Linked DNA regions of Xenopus laevis: region 2 is linked to region 1. Evidence: chromatin contacts called from public Hi-C data. All regions are on one chromosome and are shown on one strand. Each heading gives the region's core, a stretch centred on a gene start, on an enhancer-like site or on the middle of the called end of the contact. The rest is flanking DNA. Distances are from core to core; before and after follow the strand shown.

Region 1 (7,085 bases), core at 2,230-4,729:
AGTGATCCTCCTGGTTTCTCTGGACACCTACTGTATGCTGGAAGCTGCTGAGATCTCCTCGGACCAATACCACATTAGACTTCATGAGATGCACTGAGAAGAATATTTCCATTTGTAAAAATTTGCCTCTAAACGGCCCTCCAGTATGAGTCAACAGTTTATGGGCCAATCCGGAATCAGCCAGCTATTTATCAGGGAGTTTAGAAATCCCTTCGGATGAAAAACCGCATAAGGGCATTGATGCAGTTCTCCATAGGCCTCCATTCTGATTAAGTCATTAGTTTGGGAGCCAAATAAACATATCGGCCTCATTTTGCCCAGTACAAGGGTGGACAGATCAGGATCAGAGAACGTGAGCCCATGCAAAGTAAGTGTGTGTGTGTGTGTGTGTGTAAGTGTGTGCGTGTAAGTGTGTGTAAGTAAGTGTGTGTGTGTGTGTGTGTGTGTAAGTGTGTGTGCAGGGCACTGGGCCATGGAGATAAGTGAGCCCATGCAAAGCAGTCACTACACAGCAGATAAGAGGCACATCACAGGCAACTCATCTGTTTGTAGTGCAAATTCCTCTCTTCCCTGATGCAAACTCTTGTGTGTTATGACGATTCTTGTGTGTTCTGTGCAGTGAGGCCTCTGCTAAGTGTGCCAAGCCTGGCCAGCCTTTTATAGCCACCCCTTCACCTGCAACGTGCCTTTTGTTCATTCCTCAACACTTTCCTCTGTGCAAATTGCATATAACATTCTTCTGCAACCAGGTTCAATGCAACTATCCTCTGCTAATTTTTAATTTGTGCAACTTTCCAATCCATAAAAAAAAATTCCCCTGCAAACTGTTCAATGCAAACCTACTATTTGCAACAGTGCAAATATCACTCTGCAAGCTGTATTGAGTGCAAACATTCCCCTACAAACTGCATTCAGTGCAAGCATCCCTCTGCAAGCTGCATTCAGTGCAAACTGCATCAGTGCAAACCTACCCCTACAAGCTACATTCAGTGCAAACACTCCTATGCAAACTGCATTCAGTGCAAACATCCCTCTGCAAGCTGCATTCAGTGCAAACCTACCCCTACAAGCTGCATTCAGTGCAAACATCCCTATGCACACTGCATTCAGTGCTAACCACCATCTTCAAGCTGCATTCAGTGCAAAACTCCAACTTGTCCATCTGCGTTTGCCATTCCACACAAAAGAAGATTTGATTTGAACCGTATTGTGGTGAATGCCCTAAGCAGAAGTGATCATTGCGACCAGATGGCAGGACCCCCATTTAACCAATGTTCGGGGGGGGGGGGGGCAAACTCATTGCCCTGCAGGCTTATGAACTAAAATTCAAGCCGTTGTGAAACAAATGGGTTTTTAAAGGAACAGCAAGAAAGTGCATTTGGAAATATTGATGCTTCCCTTTCAAAAATAAAAACACACTGAATTTATCTTTAAAATTGTGCCCCCCACCCCCATTCCATCTTTTGCTCTGCCCACAAATGCGTCTATTATTATGTTTGTGCGACTGCTGCCACCTGCTGGTGATGGAGGAATATAATCACTTATGCCTTTGCCAGTTGTGTTTACTGTCGCAAGGCTTCATTTCATATTCAGGATTGTGCTCGTTTATTGCTTTCCCCCCGCAGGCTCTTTTGTGCACACGCCATTTGAGCCCTAAATGCATTTGCTGTTTGTTTGTTCGCTGGATAATTCAGTTAGAGGATGTTGCAGATACCAGTAACTGCCTGTAGCACCAGGGCTAGAGAATAATCAGCAGCAGCTCGTGATCTGAACCGGCACTATTCTTGGGGATTTATTTGTATGCACGTATAATGTTATTTCCAATATTCTGATCTATATTATCCATTTATAATACACAAAAGCCATGAATATCCTGTAAATTATATCCTTATAAACGGGGAGTAGTGATGTCATCAGTTATAAACGGTGAGTAGTGATGTAATTTCTGTCACATGACTCACTAAAATTTGTGTATTATAATTAATAAAATACCCCCAGTTGTAAAATATGAGGATATTAGAAGCTACCTCGGAGTTCCATGACCTATATAAAAACACTCGGCCTTCGGCCTCGTGTTTTTATTTGGTCATGAAACTCCTCGGTAACTTATAATATCCTTATATTTTACAAGAGGGGGTACTTTATTCACTATATAAACTCACCAATAAATTTGGGGGGTTCTGGGTGAACATGACCCACACCTTCAGCTCAATGGAGGCTCCAAAGTCTGTACACGATATGTAGATGGACTGGCACAAACTGAACCGACATGTTCAAAATGGTGCAGATAAAAAAAATCATTTATTTAAGGAAAAAGCATCTCAAAATTGGAATAGCCTTACGCACTTTGTGCCTAGAGCGCACTTAGTCATAATTATCCAATCACATACTATTGGTAACTAACCAGTATTGATGGGCGAATTTCTCCCAGTTGGCTTCGCTGTAAAATTCACAAATTTCCCGCAAAAAAACGGCAAAAAATTCTTGAAAAACCGTGAAATCTGAAAGTTTACGAAAAAAAATTGTGTTTTCACAAAACAATCGAGCAATTCGAACGTTATCACTTAAAAATCGAGCAATTCCAACGTTTTCACAAAAAAATCGAGCAATTCCAATGCTTTCACGAAAAATCAAACAATTCGAATGTTTTCAATAAAATCGAGCAACTTTTACAAAAAAAATCGAACAATTCGAACATTTTCCCAAAAAAACTTGAGCAATTCGAAAGTTTTCACGAAAAAATCTAGCAATTCGAACGTTTTCGCTAAAAAATCGAGCAATTCCAAAGCCTTCACAAAAAAATCAAGCAATTCAAACGTTTTCATGAAAAAATCGTGAAAATCAGAAATTGACACTGGCGAATTTTCGGGGGAGATTCACAAATGTATTCGCCGTAGGCGAAACGCGGATATTTGCAGGAGAATTTATTGCCCATCACTACTAACCAGAGTTAAACAGAAAAAATATGTATACCTAGTGTACCTAACACATTGGCAGTATTCCCCAGTTGTAGGGGAATCCTCACTAATCCTAAAATCTATATATAGTTCTACTACAGCTCTTGGGGGAAAGCCTTAAATTCATCTAAACACTGTTCCTAAATCTCTCCGGCACAGTCGGACTCATGCAGGGATCAACAGCAAGCAGCTCTATACCTGTCAAAGTGTCATAAGTCCTGGGATTCATGTTTTTCAGGTTGCTGGGGGTTGTAGTTCAGCAACAAATACGTGTTGGGTAGCTTCAATGCATGTAAGACAGGATGAGTATCCCTGCTATGGTGGATTTTTATCATGGGAATCTCATAGAAAACAGACAGTGCTAGGAGAAGTATTGATAAGCTTCCGGTCACCCCCGGGTGCATTATCACAAGTGCAGTTCCCCTTTACTGACAGATAAGGTAATGGAGCCGCTTTGTTGATGACCTTTTCTCTCTCTCTCTTGCCATGTGTCGCAGGATTAAAGACATTCCTGATCTCCGGGCGCAGAACTCGTGTGCCCAGCTGCAGCTGCTCCCAGACCCTGATTCCGGTGCAAGAGGGGACCGACCTCAGCAGCCCTTCCTTAGCCCCCCACGTCCAAGCGGCAATCAGCGAGACCAGCGACAGTCACACTAACTGCACTCAGCCAGAGACACTCAAGGTGAGCAAGAGGGCCACGTCTTTATGTCTGCCTGTCCAGTAAAGTCTCGAAATCCTGTATTTTGTAAACATGAACTTACTGCAACAGTAGCCTAATCAAACAAATGATTTATGCTTTCAAAGTTGGCCACAGGTGGTCACCATCTTGTAACATTGTTAAACATCTTTGCAAGACCAAGACTGTGCACATGCTCAGTATAGTCTGAGCTGCTTAGGGATCGTCATAAATTATCAAAACAGCACAAGTCAAATAATATCTGCCAGAAGCCAATACAGCAAAACTGATTAATAATCAGAATATGCAGACTGCACTGGGTCCTGTGTTGTCATGTAATCTAATGTGGATTTTATCGTTTTTGTATTGTTTAATACAAACTTTCTCCAACTCTGCAGAACCAGTGGCTGCAGCAAAATAATCCTCCAAATAGAATCCCAGTTTATCTGTTTAAATCTGGCTCCATGATCTTTGTCCCTGCATCTGGAGTTGAAAACAGTAAAGGGAATGTAAAGGCAAAAATAAAATCCAATACAAATCTCTAAATAGTTGCCGACTGCTCTACAGGGAAACAAACAAAGCCGCTTGATTTTTGCATGGCTGGGAAGTAAGGTGGGGGCTCCCCCTGCTGTTCATAAGTATGATTGTTTCTCTGCAGAGCAGTTAGGGACTGTGACAATTCCTATCCACAGCAGTAAATGAATGGAGAATCTCACTGCATACAGTATTTCATAATCAGGAGTCCAGTAGCCTAAGGCAGAGCCAGAGGGACATGCCCCGGTTCAAAAGGCAATCAACCCACAAAAATTGATATCAAAAAGATAAATGTCCCAAGGCTCATCTTCAGTAAAAATAAATATTTATTGTTCACATTTTTAAAAATGGTTTCGCACCCTCCGGCACTTAGTCATAGATGACTAAGCGCTGGAGGGTGCGAAACGCGTAAGGTGGGCCATGTGGGGTCAGTATGTATCATAATATTTTTTAAAAATGTAAATAATAAATATTTATTTTTACTGAAGATGAGCCTTGGGACATATCTCACTGCATACAGTCAGGTTTCTTATAAAAAAGGTAAACATTTTTAAATTAAAGTTTATTGGAGATAGGTTTCTTTTTCATTAAAGAAAGTAAAAATGGGATTTTATTTTTTTGCCTTTACATGCCTTTTAAAGGGCATCTAGTATGAAGTAGAGAGTGATATTCTGAGACAAATTGCAATTGGTTTTCATTTTTAATTATGTGTTTTTTGAGTTATTTAGCTTTTAATTGTAATCTGTATGTATGTGATATATTTAAGTGCACGTGGTAGTGATGTTTACCCGCGGGTCAGGCGGGTTTAGACCGACTTCAGCACTTCCTTTGCGGGTTGCGGGCAGATTCGGGTTAAGCTTTTCTGCCTGTTCTCCCTGCCCTTGACCGCACACTGCCGGCTTCCTGCTTCCGGCATCTGTTTTTATAGACACACTTGCCACGCCCCTTTTGTGACATCATTGTGGGGCAGGGCAGGCCTAGAACTAGAGGGGAGGCGGCAGTTGCAGGTCAAGAAAATCCAGACCCGCACTTCACTAGGACATGTCCGTTTTAGTAACTTTATATTGTTGGTAAGCTATATGTATTAAAGGAATTGTTCAGTGTGAAAATAAAAACTGGGTAAATAGATAGGCTGTGCAAAATAAAAAATGTTTCAATATAGTTAGTTAGCCAAAAATGTAATGTATAAAGGCTGGAGTGACTGGATGTCTAACATAATAGCCAGGACACTACTTCCTGCTTTTCAGCTCTCATGGTTTACACTGACTGGTTACCCTGTTTACCAGGCAGTAACCAATCAGAGACTTGAGGGGGGCCCACATGGGCCACATGTTGCTTTTGAATCTGAGCTGAATCAATTGTATCAATTGCAAACTCACTGAACAGTTATGTACCACGTGGCCCCCCTTCAAGTCGCTGACTAACTCAGAGTTAGAGAGCTGAAAAGCAGGAAGTAGTGTCCTGGCTATTATGTTAGACATCCAGTCACTCCAGCCTTTATACATGATATTTTTGGCTAACAAACTATATTAGATACATTTTTTATTTTGCACATACTATCTATTTACCCAGTTTTTACGTGTACACCGAACTGTTCCTTTAAGTTGTGCAGATTTGCATGTATACTTCTGGCCTGTGAAATGTATCTTCTATCCAGCATGATGTTTACATTGATTTTGTTCTTATTGGTTTTAATCAATTGAAGGGAAGGGTTAACAGCGTTTGGAACTGCTGAAATCAGTGGGTCCCTTTTCCCTAAAAATAAGTACCAGAAGGTATGAAATGCATAAGGCAGAAATTCATGGGGTTCCTGTTTTTAAAGTGGTTGTTCACCTTTAAATTAACTATTAGTATGATGTAGAGAGTGATATTCTGAGACAATTTGCAATTGGTTTTCATTTTTTATTATTTTTGTTTTTTTAGTTATTTAGTTTTTTATACAGCAGAAGCAATTTCAGCAATCTGGTTGCAAGGACCCAAATTACCCTAGCAACCATGTATTGATTTGAATAAAGAGACTGGAATATGAATAGGAGAAGCCTGAATAGAAAAAATTTTGAAAAATTTGCTAACGACGCCAGGGTCTCATTTGTAACGGCAAAAATGCGCCAGCGTCCAAAAAAACCGACCCCGGGGTCCATTTTTTTTGGACGCTGCCAAATTTTTGCCAGCAATTTTTGTGGCAATTTGCTAATTTATTCACCGGCAGCAAATTGTGGGAATTTTCTGCGAATTCGCACCTGGCGAATAAATTCGCCCATCACTAATAAAAAGTAACAATAACAATACAGTTGTAGCCTTACAGAGCATTTGTTTTTAGATGGGGTCAGGGACTCCCATTTGAAAGCTGGGAAGAGTCAGAAGAATAAAGGCAAATAATTAAGAAAACTATACAAAAAATAATAACAAAGGCCAATTGAAAAGTTGCTTAGAACTTACCATTCTATAACATACTAAAAGTTAAATATAAAGGCGAACCACCCCTTTTAAAGGGGATACAACCCCAAATATTAAACTTTGCCCAATGAAACGCTGAAAGCACACTTTCTGTCTGTAGAAACAATGTAGCAGAAGCCAACCTTGCATGATTCTTCTCAAACCTCTTAATCAGCTGCTAGACTGTTTCAAAGGCTAGTGTCACACACGGGGGCTAAAATCCGCCCGCTGAAACAGGCAGGCCAAATATTAGCCCCTATTTAGGCATCAGCCTCCTCTCCTGCCTACACCTGGAACCATTGCGTCAGCTCGGTGCAGGCACACGGCTGCTTTTGGTAAGAAAAGCAAGAGAGCCAGACTAGAAATAGTAACAATAACAATACATGTGTAGCCTTACAGGGCATTGGTCTTTTTACATGGGGTCAGTGACCCCCATTCGAAAACTGGAAAGAGTCTGATGAAAAAAGCAAATAATTTAAAAG
Region 2 (7,827 bases), core at 4,837-7,336, 59 kb before region 1:
TATATATATATATTACTCTTGTAATTGTATATGTATGTATATATATATATATATATATATATATATATATATATATATATATATATATATATATATACAATTACAAGAGTCCTCAGCACTCAACCCATTATCAATATATTTAAGACAGAGACATTTTGTGCATACTGCTACTGAAAAATGCCTTACCCTTTAAACAAAACAGGGATTGTTTGTCCATATATTGCAATATATTTAAGCTGGCCAACTACCCTCTGGACTATATATATATATATATATAGTCCAGAGGGTGCACATCGTAGGCTGCAGCAAAACCTGGGTGCTAGTAAAAAAAACATACAGGACCTGGACAGCACTCCAGGTGAAGGTTTCTATGTATATATTCCGGTTTGGTAAGATTATTTAATAGGCCACTTAATACAATATAAACTATCTGTTGGTTAAGTATTTATTTTGGGGATTAGATTTCCTTTAAGTTACCAAGAAGAAAGTTATCTGATGTTACTGGGGTGACCCATTAGCAGTTGCTAGAAAATCCATTAAATTACATTTAAGGTCAGTGGCACATGCAGAAATCCCTGGCACATTCACTTCAGTGGCAATGGCTTATCCATGAATGTACCAGGTGGGTCCAGACAATTCAGCGACTTTGTATGGAAAAAAGTACCCCAGAATCCTTTGCGAAAGATTTGGCCGAATACCGAACCAAAACCGAACCTTAATTTGCATATGCAAATTAGGGGTGGGAAGGGGAAAACATTTTCTACTTCCTTGTTTTCTGACAAAAAGTCACACCATTTCCCTCCCTGCCCCTAATTTGCATATGAAAATTAGGATTCGGATTTGGTTTGGCTGGGCAAAAGGATTCCTGAACCGAATCCTGGATTCGGTGCATCCCTACTGGATAGGATTGGGCTTGGGAGCAGCCAAAGAAGTGAATGCACCCTGGTGATTCAAGTACGTGGTGTATGGAAGAAATTTTGTTTCTAGGTCCAGACAATTGCCACTGAAAGGGATGGGAAGCGAGTCCAGGCTATATGTTGCCTGCCAGCGGGACTACTAAACAATTAGGTTCAATGAATGTATCAATGTCCTAAATGTTTGAGACAAAAAGACTAATTTACAAAAGCAAGGGCAAGTGCAAAGTGCTAAAATTTACTCAAAGTTGAAGGTAAATATTCAATGGTTTTAAAATTATTAGTAAATTAATTTCTATTGGCAGAAGTATTTGTCAGCTGTTTATGTTATCTGTATTTCTGGTTCAGACTCTTGAAACAATGTAGCACAAGGCAACTGATTAACAGACCGGGAGTAGAACAGACTTCTGCTACATTTTTCCCAAGAGTCAGACCAGAACAGAAAGGAACTACTATCGACTGCAGTATACATTTACATATAACCAATAACTGTACATTGGTAAGAATAAATAGCAAATAGTTACCTTTTAACTGAAGTCACGCTAGACCAATCAAAGGTACCATTCCTGAAGTAGAAAACAAAGAACAAATGAACATTGCTTTTAGGGAAAGGTGTGCAACTGTCTGAAAACAATTGCCATTGCAGTTCAGCAATTTACCACAAGAGAGCAGCATTTCTCTTTCATGTGTACTATATCAAACGCTCTGCACAAACTTACAACGCGAGTCAATGCCACTCTGTCGAAAATGGGAGCCAAAGTGGCACGGTCAGTGGAAAACCAAGTGCAGAGTTGCAGCCATGCCAAACAATACACATGATCCAGGGGAATGCAGCTCACTACAAGTTTAGCTCCAGTATTACGCACATGTTTTCCATTAATTTCTCAGTCTCCCTCTGCTGATAAATGTGACAGGGATTTTTTTTTTAATAAAACATAATGTGGATCTTAGACAACTCCTTGGAATTCTATGAGTTTGGGCCTTATGCCGTTCTGTGGTCATGGAACACTACTACTATCCCAAAGCCCTACTATCCCAAAGCCACAGTCCCTTTACAGACACTATTATCCCTGCTATCCCACAGCAGGTCTGGACTGGGAGTCAAAATAGGCTCTGGCATTCTAAGTACACAGAGGCCCAAACAGTCCTCCACCAGCCCACTAAATAGTGACTGTCTATGGGACCTCACTGCAGCCCCTCTGACATTTGCCAGAACCCACAGATTGCCAGTCCGGGCCTGTCCCAAAGCCACAATCCCTTCCCAGAGACTATTATCCCACTGTTACTATAGGCACCATCTCTCCCTACTATACCTGCTATCCCACAATCACACTCCCTTCCCAGAGACTATTATCCCACTGTTACTATAGGCACCATCTCTCCCTACTATACCTACTATCCCACAGTCACACTCCCTTCCCAGAGACTATTATCCCACTGTTACTATAGGCACCATCTCTCCCTACTATACCTGCTATCCCACAGTCACACTCCCTTCCCAGAGACTATTATCCCACTGTTACTATAGGCACCATCTCTCCCTACTATACCTGCTATCCCACAGTCACACTCCCTTCCCAGAGACTATTATCCACTGTTACTATAGGCACCATCTCTCCCTACTATACCTGCTATCCCACAGTCACACTCCCTTCCCAGAGACTATTATCCCACTGTTACTATAGACACCATCTCTCCCTACTATACCTGCTATCCCACAGTCACACTCACTTCCCAGAGACTATTATCCCACTGTTACTATAGACACTATCTCTCCCTACTATACCTGCTATCCCACAGTCACACTCCCTTCCCAGAGACTATTATCCCACTGTTACTATAGGCACCATCTCTCCCTACTATACCTGCTATCCCACAGTCACACTCCCTTCCCAGAGACTATTATCCCACTACTACTATAGGCACCATCTCTCCTTACTATACCAGCTATCCCACAGTCACACTCCCTTCCCAGATACTATTATCCACTGTTACTATAGGCACCATCTCTCCCTACTATACCTGCTATCCCACAGTCACACTCCCTTCCCAGAGACTATTATCCCACTGTTACTATAGACATCATCTCTCCCTACTATACCTACTATCCCACAATCACACTCCCTTCCCAGAGACTATTATCCCACTGTTACTATAAGCACCATCTCTCCTTCTATACCTGCTATCCAACAGTCACACTCCCTTCCCAGAGACTATTCTCCCACTGTTACTATAGGCACCATATCTCCCTACTATACTTGCTATCCCACAGCCACTGTCCCTTCCTATAGGCTATTACCCCTCCTGCTACTATAGGCACCATCTCACCCCATTACTTAGCCAATGATAATATCCTCCATTGAAGATAAAGGAAATAGTGGTGTGTTATTGTGCTCTACCACACTCTTTCAGCCTACAGGGTTGCTGAATCTACCCCATTTAACAGGCATATTTACAATTCAACTGCTGAAAGTCTAATCAATAAGTGATGTAAATTCAAAGAGCATTCTTCTTGGCTGCAGAGAAAGCAATGCAGTTTACAACACACAATTTAACTGCTAATTTGGCATGCAAGACGTGGAATTAATTCATAGTTGAAAGTCATGCTTTCCACAAATCCAGTCCTCGTATTTAATCTGTCCTCCCTGGAAATGATTGTCCTTGGAAACGTTCCTGCTTTTCACACAAGAATTTCAATGATCTTATGGCCAGAAAACATTTATCAGTGTGTGCTTCATTCTGTAACCTGCAGTTATTGAAAATGTAGTGTATCCGACAGGGTTATAATAATGGGAGAAATTCCTGCAACTGTGGAGGTCCCACAGTGACAGCGTGGCCCTGACTGATCAATTTCAATATACGTTTGTGAAAAAGGTATCAAATGATGGCAACTACAAGCCAACAGGTGAGGCTCCATAACTCCAAGTGAGACATCAGTGCAGCCTCAATTATGAGCTAACTAGCCTATGTGTTTGATTTGGCAGCAATTCTGTAGGGCATAAAGGCCAAACAACAACAATATAATCTACTCACCCATAGGCAAAAAGTAAAGGCCCTCTCGACAAGTTTAAAAAAAAAAGATCTTGTAGTTTAAGGCTGGCCATACATGTCAAGATTTGTGAATTTTGTAGATCTTTCTCTATTTGGACAGAGATTAGGGGCCAGCTCAACCTGATACACTGCGTCACTATCCGTATATTGGGCACAGAGACCATTGTTTTGGCCCTATAAATAATCCAATTGACTGATGACTCAATTATGAGTGGTTGCCTTGCAAGGAATAGCCAAAGAAAAGACAGTTTAAAGGGACAAGGCAAGAATCCTCCCTTAGGACATTGGTCCCTCCACCAATTAAGGTTGATTACCTGGACCCTGCCGGTACATACAAGAATCAGGCGATTAGCAATTTCCAATAATTGACTGACCTGCAAGGGTACAGGCAAGGCCCAGGTGTTTACTCGTGACTGGAATTTGCGTGTGCGCCATACCATTAAACAGCGAGAACCTGATAACCTTTCCCTCAACAGCCATCAAATATGTGACTGCACTGATACATATATTGGGCATGGAGACTATTGTTTTTGGCCCTATTAATAAGCTGATTACCTGGGCTCTGCCGGCACACACAAGGGTCAGGCGATTAGCAATTTCCGATAAATGACTGACCCACGAGAGCACCAGCGCAGGTTATTACTGCTATTCAACGGAGACCCGGGTTTTTACTGTTCGTCAACGGAGGCCCAGGTTATTAGTCAATGGCGGCTGGATTCCCAACATTATCAGAGAAAAAGGTTATGACATGTTGCCAACAGGAAACATATTGTTTACCAGTGTTTGGCTACCCTGTGTTTACTCGTGACTGGAATTTGCCTGTGCACCAGGCCAGGGTTCTGGCAAATGCCAGAGGGGCTGCTATAAGTAGGGTTGCCACCTTTTCTGGAAAAAAATACCGGCCTTCCTATATTCTTGCCATTTTTCCTATTAACATTGGCATTAAGCATCATTTTTACGGGCCAGTTGACAACCCCTAGCTATAAGGTCCCATAGAAAGTCACTATTTAGTGGGCTGGTGGGGGCAGTTTGGGCCTCTGTGTGGGCTGATTGGGCCTCTGTGAACCTCAAATGCCAGGGCCTGTTTTAATTCTCAGTCCAGACCTGCTGTGCCCCATACCATTTAACAGGGAGGACCTGATAACATTTCCCTCATCAACGTACTCCTGTGTTTGAGAAAATGTACAGCCATCAAAGTAAGTGAGTGCAACTGTCAGCAAGGTTGAAAAGAGCTGCAGTTCTACATCCAACAAGGTCTTGCTTGATTGCGACTCACACGTTGCCGCCCTTTTCTGACTGACGCACCTATAAATGAGGCATCAATTAACCCCATTACTGTACCTCACACAAAAATGCCCGCCTCCTTTTTTTTTTTCTCTAGACAACGAAGAGTTAACACCCACCCTTTGCACTGGGAGCCACCATGGGCTCCGCGGGTTTGTGAAAATGTCAGCGAAATTGTAGATAAGTGTGCTGGGACATGCCCTGCCCACTCAGAGCAACAGCAACAGCCGACTACTTAAAAAAACTGATATTAAACATGTAGCCGCACTCCTTTATATAAGGCACGGAGTGCGCCAAGTAGAAATAAAGGGGGGGGGGGAGGTCGGACTCTTTTACTTTATATTTGCCCTTCTCGGGTTTTTTTTTTCCCTACAATCACGTACGTGTAACGGTCTATTTTCCTGTGTAGCCCCTTTTCCCATCCCTCCTGTCTCTGCCTGCCCCCTCCCGTCTCCTCTCCTCCTACTCCTCCTCCCTCCCTTGTCGGCACAGCATAGGAAAATCAGTCAGGAAAGGGAGAGCGGCCTGTCTGTGCGGTTGCCAGAGGCCCCTCATGGCTGAAGAGACAGAAAAAGAGCCTCAGATTCTTCTCTGTGTTCCCCTCGTCAGACATAGATGCACTGCTGTACCCCACTGAAGAAGAGACAGTGAAAAGGAAGGGGCAGCAATCCATTGACACCCATAACAGACACACACCAAGAAGACCACCCTACTGGAAACTGCAGTACTTTCAAAAGGGCTAAAGCATTTTCAAAGGAGCCCACCTATAATAAAAACAGGGACTATCTACCACTGAAGCTCCTGATTGGATTATTCTGAAGTGGATTTTGGATGCTTTCCCCAAAGACAGATGGAGCCCCCTGCCTTGGATGACATATATCTGTCTATATCAGGGCTTGCATTTCTGACTGAGCAGATCCTAAATATTTACAGAGGGGAGGAGGGGGGAAATGATCCTCGGCGGGTTTGACAAGCCTCTGGTCTGTTAAGCATAGATACGTACATACACAGAAATGTATGCACTGTATCGCCTTATCCTGGAAGGGTCTGCCTGAGTCTGAAGACATTGGAGATTGTGCCTTGTTGCTGCATGAAGCTGCCAGGGCACAGCGAATGCACAGACTACTTTGCATGGAGATACAAGTGACTGGAGTCTTGGGCAAGCTAGAAGCTGTCAAAACCCTTCTGTTTGTCTGAAGCTTACAGCAGGAGGGGTTAGTAGAGGTGGTGGAGGGGAGTTGGTAGGGGGAAAAGTCCCAGACAAACTCTATATCAACAACATGGCTTCCCCTGTGAACCAGCAGCTGCTGCATCATACCGAGGTTAGGTGTGATGGCAGCGGGGACGGCAGTAGCGTGACCGTTAGAATCAATAGGCAGCACCACCAAGCGCCATCCAGACGTTGCAAGTACAGTATTTCATCCAGCTGCAGTTCAGGAGAGTCTGGAGTTAAAAAGACTGGAGGCTCTGGGGGTGCCCGAAGGCAAAAAAAGCTCCCTCAGTTGTTTGAGAGGTCCACATCAAACTGGTGGAACCCTAAATTTGATTCCAATAACCTAGAGGAAGCCTGTGTGGAAAGGTGCTTCCCTCAGACCCAGCGCAGGTTCCGTTATGCTCTCATGTACCTCTCTGTAGCAGGGCTGCTGTGGAGCATCTACTTTAGTGTCCACATGAAGACCAAGCTTGTTAGTCACTTGGTACCTACCCTGTGCTTCCTTATAGTGTGCCTAGGATTCTTTTTCTTCACCTTTACAAAGTCTTATGCCCGCCATTGCACAGCAATCTCCTTGCTTGTTACTCTGCTGGTTTTTGCGCTGACTTTGGCTTCTCAGTTCCAAGTGCTAAACCCTGGATTAGGGAGTGACAGTCTCTCAAACCTTACATCCTTTTCAGCAACAGGTTCATCCTCTTGCCTCTCTCAGGTGGGCAGTTTCTCCATATGTGTGGAAGTCCTGCTTCTCCTCTACACAGTCATGCACTTGCCTCTGTACCTCAGTGCCTGCCTTGGTGTTGCTTACTCAATTCTGTTTGAAACATTTGGATATCACTTTAGAGATGAAAGCTGTTTTGTTCTGTTAGTGGGTAGGATGGCCCACTGGGAGCTTCTCAGCAAGGCACTGTTGCATGTTTGCATTCATGCTATAGGTGTTCATCTTTTCATAATGTCTGAGGTCCGATCTCGTAGCACCTTCTTAAAAGTTGGCCAGTCCATTATGCATGGCAAGGACTTGGAAGTGGAGAAAGCACTTAAAGAGAGAATGATTCATTCAGTTATGCCAAGAATCATTGCAGATGACTTAATGAAACAGGGAGATGATGAAAGTGAAAACTCTGTGAAGCGCCACTCAGCCTCCAGCCCTAAAAGCCGCAAAAAGAAGTCCTCTATTCAGAAAACACCTATAATCTTTAGACCTTTCAAGATGCAGAGGATTGAGCAGGTGAGCATTCTTTTTGCAGACATTGTTGGATTTACCAAGATGAGTGCTAACAAGTCAGCTCATGCCTTAGTAGGACTCCTCAATGACCTTTTTGGTCGCTTTGACCGCCTGTGCGAGGAGACAAAATGTGAAAAAATTAG

What was found. A called contact is a pair of places that touch in the nucleus more often than the background predicts.
Region 2: a contact with region 1 is called in a Hi-C map of the XL177 cell line, with 4 times the contacts expected there. The contact joins the promoter of adcy9.L here to the enhancer-like site in region 1. A contact is called at or near these places in 3 of 4 Hi-C or Micro-C datasets (the XL177 cell line, the XTC cell line and animal cap).

The regions. Positions count from the first base shown.
Region 1 is chr9_10L:116,745,750-116,752,834 of Xenopus_laevis_v10.1, reverse strand. adcy9.L (adenylate cyclase 9 L homeolog) reads left to right here. Exons shown (of 15, transcript NM_001085833.1): 3 at 3,455-3,639. Among protein-coding and RNA genes, the nearest start is that of crebbp.L, 53 kb to the right of the region's middle. Within about 2 kb of position 3,479, at least 1 of the 7 cell types and tissues checked has an H3K27ac peak or open chromatin away from gene starts, as enhancers often do.
Region 2 is chr9_10L:116,806,964-116,814,790 of Xenopus_laevis_v10.1, reverse strand. adcy9.L (adenylate cyclase 9 L homeolog) reads left to right here and starts at 6,086. Exons shown (of 15, transcript NM_001085833.1): 1 at 6,086-6,404; 2 at 6,407-7,827. The coding sequence starts at 6,381.